Linked DNA regions of Bombyx mori: region 1 is linked to region 2. Evidence: chromatin contacts called from public Hi-C data. All regions are on one chromosome and are shown on one strand. The core of a region is the stretch at or near the end of the contact, and the rest is flanking DNA. Distances in the headings are between cores, read along the strand shown.

Region 1 (5,670 bases), core at 490-2,989, 63 kb after region 2:
GCACGGGTAGGTACCACCACCTTGTCTATTTCTGCCGTGAAGCAGTAATGCGTTTCGGTTTGAAGGGTGGTGCAGCCGCTGTATCTATACTGAGACCTTAGAACTTATATCTCAACGTGGGTGGCGCATTTACGTTGTAGATGTCTATGGGCTCCAGTATCCACTTAAAACTAGGTGGGCTGTGTGAGCTGGTCCACCCATCTAAGCAATAAAAAAATAATAAAAAAAACCATCGGCGAATACGAAAAATGTATAAATACGTAAACTCAACTCGCTCAGTGACATGTAAATTCTTGAGTGAGGCTTGCAGACAGCACTTCGCAGGGGGGCAGCGACCTGAGTGGGCCCCTGGCATTGCTGATGTCCATGGGCGACGGTAACCACTCACCAGGGGGGCTGAATGCTTGCCTGTCAACAATACCAATAAATATAAATATATTGTAATAATTCTTAATGTATTCACTGGAGGTTTTCTTTCCGTTTCAGAGATCAAATCAATCCTCTACCTTCATCGACGAATACATCGAATTTATTAACGAAAGGTGAGTAGAATTTTCTATGTAAAATTTTGGAAAATGGACTCATTATTCCAAATGTGGCGCGAGAAATTTTCTTACGTCGACCGAACGTAATTTTACTACGTGTGACGTCATTTGAGGCCAAAACAAAAGAACGAATACATATTCGGGTTGTTTGATTCTGTTTAGTGATTTTAAATTTTAATTTCTTGATTTATTGTCGCATTAATAGAATTAAGGTTTCTAAAATAGCTTATAAGTTTTTAAATCGCATTGTCAGTGCTTTCTGGGTTGCTTGTTTGCAGATGTGGATACACATTCTGATGGAAAGGGTCAGAACATTCCCTCCCAATTACCCCTTAAATCCTAATAAAGTGATTTCTTTTCACTGCATTTGCTTGTTTTGTTAAAATTAAAAACGCCCTTACAATTGAAGACACGAGGGGATGAGGGGGATATGATACAATTTGTTAATTTTGAGAAAACAGGCAAAGAACTTTTGTTACTTGTACTATTTCTTCGTATACAACTCCTTTATCACGTGCAATTTCTAAAATTAGTGTTACGCCGGTAAGAGTAATGCCATCTATCGCCGAATAACCGAACGAATATCGAAGGTATTAGTAAAATCTAGAAGTACAACCCCATCTATTGTCAGATAGCAGAAACACACATAGAAGCTACTCGACTCGCCCAGAATGTACTTGACAAATGTAGGGATGTGGAATCGACTGTAAAAGTGTTGCAGAGATGGCACGCAGTTAGTCAGTAATCGGAACTACTCGAAGCGAAACAGCGAACGGATCACCTGAAGCGAAGCGGAAGAAGCGAATTGAGAATTTTAAAGTGTTCGTTGAGTGTTTTAAGTGTTCGAAGAGTTAATACAGTATCAATGTATACGTCGGTAGAATTTTTATTTATCCCGAACACCAGCGCGTAACAATAGCCTTTACACTCGTTGTTTTAAGGTCTAATATGGTTTATAAGCATATAACACATTCATTCAATGTAAAAACTCAAGGTATTTAACCGCATCATCCACTCATGTCTTCAATTATAATGTTATTTACAGGGAACCAAACCCCGAGCGAGGTGTGCAGAGTGTACTGCACCGAGGACACGCCCGCGATACTGTCGAAGGCCGGCAGCAACAGCAACCTGTCGGCGCTGTCCGTGGACTCCGCCCCCGCGCCCCCCGCCGCGCCCTCCGACGGACACACCTCGGACAGCTCCAACCTGAGCGACGCGGCCGACCTGCTCGAGGAGTGCATACAGAAGGGGATCGCCAAGGTGCGGCCCGGCGTCCGATGACGTCATATGTGTGCATACATACGTACTGAAAAATCAATATTTGCTAAGTGGCGTTAATTAGAACTTACAGACAAATGTAAATTATGCGATCAAATCGTAAATATTTGTAACAACTAGTGGTCCCGCAGTAGTCGAGATTCGACTATAATTAATTGTATTTATAAGTTTGAACATTATTAAGGTTCTATTGTCAAAGACTTAATAGACTTCTTTATTCACAGATTTCGCCAAGCAAATAATATTAAAGATAAACAATAGTAACCTATTCTCAATTTGACCACAGAATAAGCAATAACAAATGTTTGACAATGAATAGAGTTGTGTGTGTCATTCGTCATTTAATAATATTTACTAAAAATTAAAAAAAAACCTGTCCGTGTCCACGAAATTTTTTAAACGTATGCACACGACGTTCAACCGTAAACGTGTTACACTCGTAATGTTTCCAGGTCGTCAAGAACAAAGGGCCTTCATCGGACGTGTCCTCCGGCCACCCCTACAGGGATGAAGTCTACGTGAGTTTAATTACAGTTCAATTGTTATCCCGCGCCAGAAGAGTGACGGTAACCGTTAACCCTCAGATGGATCTCATTGTAAAAAAGAATATTTAAAAAAATCTAATATTAAAAAAAATATCTAATATTTTTAAAAAAAAGATGCCCGCTGAGTTTCTTGCCAGTTCTTCTCAGGACGGAGGCTAGTTCCTGTGAATTGGCGGTAGTTCTTTTCACGTTCAACAAGTATGTACTTTCATTTATGTTGAATAAATTTTTTTTGATTTGATTTGATTCGTTCCCTCTCAAACCCCCTTCTGGCTAATCGAGTGCTAATACAAAATCTATAAAATCTATAATAAGGTATTTTTCTAGTACAAAATTAAAATACTTAAACCAAAATTGTATATACAGTAATGCACCCTATATATAACACGATATTCTTATAACGCATTTTCACATTACGCGATCTCAATCCCTCGTATAACACGGAAGTTTCGCAAGTTATATTTCTGCTTAAACTGTGAAATTTGTAATGAAAGGAGACGGAAAATCGTGGGCCAAAAATGTAATAACTTGGAATGTAGTCTAAAAAAATTGTCATATCTTTTTATATAAGAATATAAAAAAATCACCTCAATCCTCTTTCTGAGACCGGAGAAAAATGAGAAAGTTAGTTTTTGGCGGTATAACGGTGTGATCGATTTAATTAATCGATTACAGGATTATAAAAAGAAAAACATTGCACTAGGTAATTAATGCAAAGTAATTAAATGAGCGATTTATACTTGTTGTATTGTATACAAGTGCGGTATGCGCCGGATTTAATCTATACTAATATTATAAAGAGAAAAGATTTGTTTGTTTGTTTGTTTCGAATAGGCTCCGAAACTACTGGACCGATTTGAAAAATTCTTTTTCCATTAGAAGCCGACATTGTCCCTGATGAACATAGGCTACTTTTTTTTTTGTTTTTGTTTTTTTGTTTTCATGTGTGTTTTATTTAATGTTTCCGAAGCGAAGCGAGGGCGGGTCGCTAGTTGCGATTATATACATAAATGAAGAAAAAGTCTATTATTACTTAGCAAAGTAATATGATTATCGATTTCAAATCGATTAAAATCGATTGTATTTTTGATGACAGCTTTGACAGTAAGCTGTTTTTTTTTTTAAGAGATTTTATGACCTGGTAACTAAGACCTTTAAGTCATGTCTTATTTTACTTTATATTCTTAATTTTATGAAAAATGATAATATGGAGTGAAATGAAATGAAGATGATTAATTTGAGACATTAATCAACTGGGATGAAATTTAATGAAATGAAATGATATGGGATGAAATATAATCGCAGTAAAATGGTGGTCATTTACTGAGATTTTTTCAGTGGACTTTTTGGAGGAACCCGAGAAGTTACGTCCAGCAGCTTTGTTTCATTTTCCCACATTTGTGCACTTTCACAGATATTAAACAGTTAATAAACCACCGTTAATACACATTTAAACCTGAAGAAACACTAAATAGACAAAATAAAACAAATCACACAACTTCACTCCTCGCGTTCCCGCCAAAAAGTCCACAGTAAGCTGACATGACGTTTATTCATAGATTATACAATTATTTTTTGGCGCTTGTTGGTTTTTTCTGCTCTACTCGTTTTGTATCTTCGACGCATTTTGAGTGTGTATCTATCGGGCTGTTTTTATATTTTCAACGATCACTGCTTTATTATTACGGATTCCAACTCTGCCAGCCTTGTACGACAATTGCTTCTACACTGGACACCGAAGATCGCTCACACGTTTGACTTGAAATTGTTGCATTGGATACTGTTGAAATTATGGATCGCTGTGTGAATTGTGGGATAGCAATTCCATATTCCATACCTGATATATATCATTGATATTCATTCATAATATGACATTTAAAAGATTATCCAATGGATATAATAAACATTTACTTATGCTTAAATAAGTTATTATTCAGCTTTTTTAAAGAGATTGTAACATAACCTAACTTTTACTAAATCTTTATTAACTCGGCTCTCAGATTGAGAAAACTTTTATAATTTTCAGCAAGGTACTGATAAATCTGAATCTATTAATTCATATTAGTTTCATCACGTTACATTCGGGCCCAAAAATGTATGTAATCGTTTCAGTCTCCTTTGTACGGTTCATAATTATTTTTGTGTACATTTATTTGCCCATAGTGTCAATCGTGCTGTTAAAAAATGAAATTAAATGTATTTATTAAATTTGTGTTCCTAGTTTTTGAAGTGTAAAAATATTGGGTACCTTATATAATATTTTATATATATTATATTTTTACATAAAGCGTTATGTGAATCATACAAGCGCATTATCCGAGAATACTCCTGCAACGCGTTTCCTATAATGCAGAACCGATCTACCGTGTTATAGTGGTCATTCATTACTATATATGAGTCGTCTATTATCAAAGGTGGCAATCTGTGCATTTGGACAAAAAAATGTTATTGATATGTCAATACAGATTGATTTGAATATAATCGTCTCCTTCAAAGAATACGGTTCAAAACCTGCATTAAATAAAGGTTAATACTTAACCTGTTATTTATCTAAGATGTCGTTCCGAAGAGTTTTGTGACTGCCAATGGAATACAAAGTCGATAATTAGTTTTTCTGATTTACCAATAATTGTCCAAAAGTCACATTGCCGGCTTTGATAATAGTCGACTCATATATGTAAATAACTTTATATAATGAACATACCGTCTCACTCACAGGTTTTTGTTATGTTCTTAACCGACCTTTAATTTGTGTTTTCCAGAGGTCGCTTCCGGCCTGCCTGCGCTCCTCCACGGAAACCGTCAAGATGTCGCACGAGCTCGCCAGGAACGTGCGCGACAGGTTCGTGTTGCCGTGGTCCGTGGGCGCGGGGCGCGCGCCGCATCTCCAAAACTAATATTTTGATTATATTTATTTTTATTTTTTGGAACGAAGTTCCTTATGGGACACGGTTTTCTATTTCAGTCGCAGTCCGACACCCCCGCCCCCGCTGCCCCCCAAGGAGGGCAGGCTCGAGGCGCCCCCGCGGCCCCCCACGCACGACGAGCGTGAGTATACCACTCTTCATAATTATTATTAATCTTAATAGTAATAGTGATTGGCTTTTTAACGTTTTTTTTTATAACGATGCCCTGGTTGGTATTTAAGCGCGTGACGTCATACATGTCAACGTCACTACCGCTATCATCAGGATGGTCGCTCATGCTTGGCGAAGTAGAAAAATAAACTTGTGTACATACAGTAGTTTCAGTCCTCGTTTAAAATATTAAAGATGTGTTATTTATAATAAGACAAAGGC
Region 2 (6,116 bases), core at 233-2,732:
AACTTTCCTGTAATATTTTGGGCTTTTCGACTTAACATTACTTTTCTAGGCTTACATTGGTTTTTCTTGCTTTAGAATGCTAACGAAGTAGACATCAGTAGTAACTTAAACACTATGTTTATATTTTCACTGCATGTAAAATAAAATAACAGGGTTGTTTTTAGAATTTTATACAGGTTCTGTTATATATTATCTTTAAAATGAAATATGAAAAGTTTAGGAAATAGTCATCTAAATTTTTGCATTTGATCTCCATAAACATACCTTCAAAGCATGTCTTCGAGACACAACAGGATTTTCAGCAACAAGGAGCAGAGAATTCACATCAGCAGCTTTGGAAATTTGATTCTCGAGCTGTTGGTGGCGACTTATCTTAGCTGATTTTGGACTTGGTTTCTTAGTTGTTGTAATTTCACTTTCAGAGTTCAAGTGAGCAAATGCAGCGGCTACGAGGCCTAAAATTAATCATCCATATTTAACAAACAAAAAACGGAATTAATTGTCCTTGTTCTTGTCTTCAGGTGAATTTCAACAATGGACATGATATTTGTTAAGACCTCACAACAGTTACCATTGTATTGATGGCCTAACAAGTTTGTATTTGACAACTTTTTTTTAAACTTCTTGTAATAGACATTCTAATTTAATCACTACTTATACTACATATATATTTCATTATACCATTGACCTGTCTCAAGCCTGTCATTAATTGTCTCAAGCCTCATTCACATTGTGTTGTCTATGAGCTCCAGTGATAACTTAACAAAAAATAGTCATCTAGTCAACAAGAATACTAATAAAAATGTCATAAGTTCTTAATTTAATAAACAAATTAAGATTTTTTTTATAGTAAATTACTTCTTGAAACATGCATATTTCTTGAATCTATATAAAATTCTGACATTTTTTACATCTAGCAAAATCAATCAAAGATAATGTATTAAATGAAAAATCTACCTGAAGTATCCTTAAACGTTTCCGCAATGGGTATTTTTCCTTGAACATTCTTAGTGTCCTCGATTTTGTCAGTTTTTACGGCGGCAGCGTTCGTAGTCGACTGCTTTCTTATGATTGCCCTGATACCTAACCTCCAAGATATTGATCCGCTGAACCTTAGCATCTGGAATCGAAATGTTTCAAACAACGTATTAATACCTCTTAATAAATATCTAAAAGCATCGTCTAACACATAAAGCTGCCGCAGAATGATCGAAAACAACTGATTTTGGATAGACATGGAAGTCATGGAACGTCTTACATCACGAGTTGTGAATTAAAACAAATGTAGGTTTTAAGCGGATATTTGTTTAATGTCTATTATTCGTTGCATATATACCTTCGTTTAACTTAAACTAAGCCGAAAGCTGAGATATAATTATTTTATAGCATTTAAAAATAAAAAGAAATCTTATTTATCTTTTTGACATTCATCTGTGATTATTGCCAAATAGGTAAAATTTTCAAAATATAAATAAACTGGCAACTTCTATTTTTGTTTTTGATTATTCATATCTCTACATTACTTTTGTATTCTTAATGTAATAAACCTAAAACGTGATAGTGATTGATAATGAGAGAAATTCAACACTCAAGTACAATGTGAGTTTACGTTTACGAGATTTACGTTTTAGGTTTATTAATGAAAAACAGACAAATACACTGAGTTTCTGATCTATCATTTGACAAGAATTCTCAAGGGAAGAGTAATTTATCAAAGTACAATTGCAGTTCAAGTATATGGCTTAAAACCAGTGGGATGACATTCTACACTCCTATTACTAAACTATTTGATTTTCTCAAATAGCACAAGTATCCTACACTTGCTTGAAAACTCGTCAAGTCATTTCGTATCCTCCCGATCTGATATCAGTGCTTTTAAGCATTCCAAGCACCGCTCACCGACGTAAAAAATAGCCCACAGACACAACCCACTGAGTTTCTCGATGGATCTTCTCAGTTCCGGTGATAAATTCAGCGACGCACTGCTGTTGCCAGGGTAGATGTTAGCAGAAGTTTCTCAGACTGAGTTCCTTGAGCATAAAATAGCCCCTTGATATTACTAGCAATGGCAGGGAAAAAAAATTCTTGCTTGTATGACCAGTCTTGACTTTGATCTCACATATTTCAACATATCATAATAAATGGGCCAAAAATATAAAAACTGATAAAAAATACTGCTCTAAATATCCAGTCCGCTCTTTGTCCATTGCAGAAGGCTTATTATTAAATTGGCACTACCCGCAGCTTACTCGAAGAGAGTTCAGGTGTATTCAGCAGTGGGTGTATAAAGGTTGCTGCTTTTAGATTGTTGTTGGACTTCAATAGAGAGTTATATTTCAGGTATTCACTTAAAAAAGACACTGCACGTGATTTTAAGAACTTCATCGCTTTGTATCGAGGACAGCTTTCTTTTGTGGCCAACCAATTGAAATCGATTCAGCTGTCACTCAACTCGCTGAAACCGATTTGATATTTAGTTCCTGTGGCTACTCAACTCTAGTATTGAAAATTGTTAAAAAAAGTTAACGGCGGCCGTAGATGATAGTTTTTGTTATGGTATTTTGTTGAACGTTCTAATAGTGCAGCCAAAACATTTTTTTATGAAAATGGTGAGTAAATTTTTCAGCAAGATTAAAAATCAAGTCACAGTATTAACCGATTAAACAATTAAAAAAACAAATTCAGAAAGCCAACGAGGCCTATGAATTTTAATTTAATATCCTTTTTTTTTTCGTTCTGTGCATTTACTGGATTCATTGAAACTAACAACAACCACAAAATTGTATAATTTAAAATTCATCAACATTTTTTTTCGTATAAAGACGCGTAATTGAAGCTCGCTAATTTCGTACCTGCATTGAGAAAATAAATCGGTAGATAAACTTTTTACTGGAAAAACCTTTCATATTTATGAATAATAATTATAAATTAATTGAGAAACATTTTATGTATGTGTTAGATAATTTAGAACATACCAAAACACACAAATCAATACACAGCACAAATAAATCTTGTTAAAATGTTTGTCAAAAAAAGTACTAATACAATTATTAGGTAAACTATTTCACATACATAGATTTTCTAATAGAAATTATTAGATAATAAATCAGTTTGCATGATAATGCAGTTTATGCCAAAATAGGCAAGAAAAAAATTGTCAGACGATCCTTTTTATTTTCTACCCCCAAAAGCTTTTGATGAGCTATTTGAGTGTTAATAATGATTAGAAAGGTGTATTGTGTTACTTCCACATCCTGTATGTCCTATTATTCTGTCTATTCCTGTTAAGAAACATTAATACCCTGGGTTTTACATGTAACACAGTCCATAAATATACATTACATTATTATTTTAATCGTCTCTCAAATAGTTATTGTTTAGCTTAAACAAAAAAACTTCTAAATCACATCTACATAAGGTATATTGAAGTATTATTAGGTACAGTTTTCTACTCTGTTTGTAAATTGTTTTTCTTTTTAAAATTTGTTTTGTTATTATTGACTAACGTTATTCACTATTATTATAATATTTATAACTATTATTAACTATTATATAGTATTAAAAATATGCATAAAAGTAGGATTGGGATCCTAAATTAAACCAGAACACTTGTCATCACCTTTTTAGTAATTTCTTTACAAACAGATAATACATTTAATATGTAACCTTTATTCATAAATCTTCATTAGAAAATTATGTTTTGTGATAAGTGGTATTTTTTTAAATGAATCATTTTCTTCTCAATAAATGTCGATAACATGAATACCACTGTTTCCCATCCTTACTTGCTTTAGATCCAAGTTCTATCATTGCCAGGAAGGTTTGATGGTACAAGGGATCAAGTGTTTACCGATGATATAGATACCAAGGAAGATGATGGGTGATACCTATCTGTGCCACATAATAATATGCCCTACTACCATTAATTACATAATACATTACTTTATAAATTTTATACAATCCATTCCTTATTAAAGTTTTTCTCTCATCATTGAGTTAGTTTGTAAAAACTTGGGAGACTCTATCTATGTCTCCAGAATTTTTACTTGATCAGTTTGATAATCCTGACACAATAAGGCAACTTTATGCACCAAAAGAGTAAACTAAGCACAATTTTTCTCCACAATAATATAATAAGACACTTTTTACATATTGCTTATTAATGTAAAAATTACTATATTGTAGGGAACAAACAGTACCAAAAGTTTCTGGTGTGTTTATCAAATCTAGAATAAACTATATTTATGTATTAAATATAACACAACCACAGAGACAGTTTCGGTTTGAAATCATGATTGTTTTATTGAAGCCAAATTGTAACTACTATTGTACACTAAATCTTGTTAAAGTAATTATATTTTGTTTTGTCTGTGGTCAGGCGGGGGCAGATGGCGCTGGTGCTGCTCATTAAGAGGGCCCCGCACCCCGCCCCCTCCCACGTCCATTCTTCACGGGTAAGTCATTTTTTTAACTACATAAGCAATACCCACATTTTTAAATCTAGTAGCCCTATTAAAAAAGCAAAATATATATAATACCTTTTAATTACTGCTTTATATTGGTAGACACGGCTCATCTGGTTAAGTGGTGTTACTGGTGGTAGGATGTCTTGTGAGTCATGGGTTATTGACATTATGGACAAGGTCATGGCCCACCTGGTGTTAATTGTTTACCGAAACCCAAATATATCTACAACGTAAATGCTGCCACCTATCTTCAAATATGAGTTTTAAGTTTCACTTTTTCAGTACAACAGCTGCCCCATTCTTCAAACCGAAACGAATTACTGCTTCACGGCAGAAATAGGCAGGGTGGTGGTGCGGACTTACAAGACGTCCTACCATCAGTAATAAAATTGCATGTCTTGAAGGAACTGTCATTCGCTACAGTGTCTAACATCATGGTTGTTACTTTCAAAGAAAATTAAGTAGACGCAATGTTTAGGTGCCGATCTGCCGAAGAGAATGGATCTAGCATCAACGAAACCCTTTAGGTAAGTTGCATTATGCAATTTAAAAAAAATCAGCACCGGAAATAAACATCGCGTGTATAGTAACATACGCTAATCAGACTGTGTGTCGATTAGTTGCTGTGTGCTAGTTGGACTGTGAATTTGTTCAGCTATCTACGCAGTAAGTAAATACAATAAGTAAGACAGAAGAATAAGTTGAGAATTCTAAACTATGGACAATTGACAAGAAATTGTTTGTAGATAATTATAATCTGGCAGAAGATTTCGATACCGCATCCTCTAGCCTGAAAATGACGCTCACACGAAAAACTTAAGAATACCTACCTATTTAACATGAGACGTAAATCACGAATATACGTAATTAATGCAAAAAAAAAACGCTTACTTAAACAGCACTTAATTATTATAATGTATTTAATAATGACTAATTTTAAATGAGACGACGAAACCAATTACTGGTTCCGGATACCAAAGTCAGCACATAAATAAAATCAGCACGTAAAATACGCATTGGCGCAGAAACAATCATAAGGGCGTCACACACGACGAATATACTATCTATAGTTCTATACTAATACTATACTAATAATATTATAAAGAGGAAAGATTTGTTTGTTTGTTTGTATTGAATTGGCTCCGAAACTACTGAACCTATTTAAGAAACTATTTGGAAGCTACACTATTCCCGAGTGACATAGGCTATAATATTATTTGAAAAAAATTAGGGATCCTTACTAAAACTCCATTAATGTAACCCAAGGTGTAAAAAAATTACCTAAAATATTCTTTACATCGCGTGCCCTGCGAAAACTATTGATGATAGAATAAAATAATGTACTACGACTTTGTAGAACACATTATTATTTAAAATAGTGTCGGCTATGCCGCAATAAGTATTCTTTTATTAAAAAAAATAAAACAACGTCAAACATCTTTGAAATTTTTGTTAAAGATCTGAGCGGAGCCGGAGTGGGCCGCTAGTAATATTATATCTTAACATGCAATATCACACATACATTTTGTATGAACTATCAAATATATAATAATATTATCTTAACCATGTATGATAGTTCATACAAAATGTGTAGCGAGCGATATTGTAAGTTAAGGATAAAATATTATAGTAAGTACAGATACTCGTACT

The links. Hi-C and Micro-C count contacts between places; a contact is called where the count stands out from the background.
Region 1: a contact with region 2 is called in a Hi-C map of midgut, with 2.3 times the contacts expected there. The contact joins the enhancer-like site here to the promoter of LOC101740185 in region 2. A contact is called at or near these places in 2 of 7 Hi-C or Micro-C datasets (midgut and whole pupa).

Annotation. Positions count from the first base shown.
Region 1 is chr6:1,816,577-1,822,246 of ASM3026992v2, forward strand. LOC101745327 (adenomatous polyposis coli protein) reads left to right here. Exons shown (of 14, transcript XM_021347395.3): 9 at 487-542; 10 at 1,591-1,808; 11 at 2,279-2,344; 12 at 5,134-5,213; 13 at 5,337-5,419. Among protein-coding and RNA genes, the nearest start is that of LOC101739778, 22 kb to the right of the region's middle. Within about 2 kb of position 1,740, at least 3 of the 8 cell types and tissues checked have open chromatin away from gene starts, as enhancers often do.
Region 2 is chr6:1,753,894-1,760,009 of ASM3026992v2, forward strand. LOC101740185 (FAST kinase domain-containing protein 4) reads right to left here and starts at 1,483. Exons shown (of 11, transcript XM_004925215.5): 1 at 1,337-1,483; 2 at 958-1,120; 3 at 265-455. The coding sequence starts at 1,120. LOC134199022 (a long non-coding RNA gene) reads left to right here and starts at 2,284. Exons shown (of 3, transcript XR_009973337.1): 1 at 2,284-2,609; 2 at 4,379-4,454; 3 at 4,945-4,997.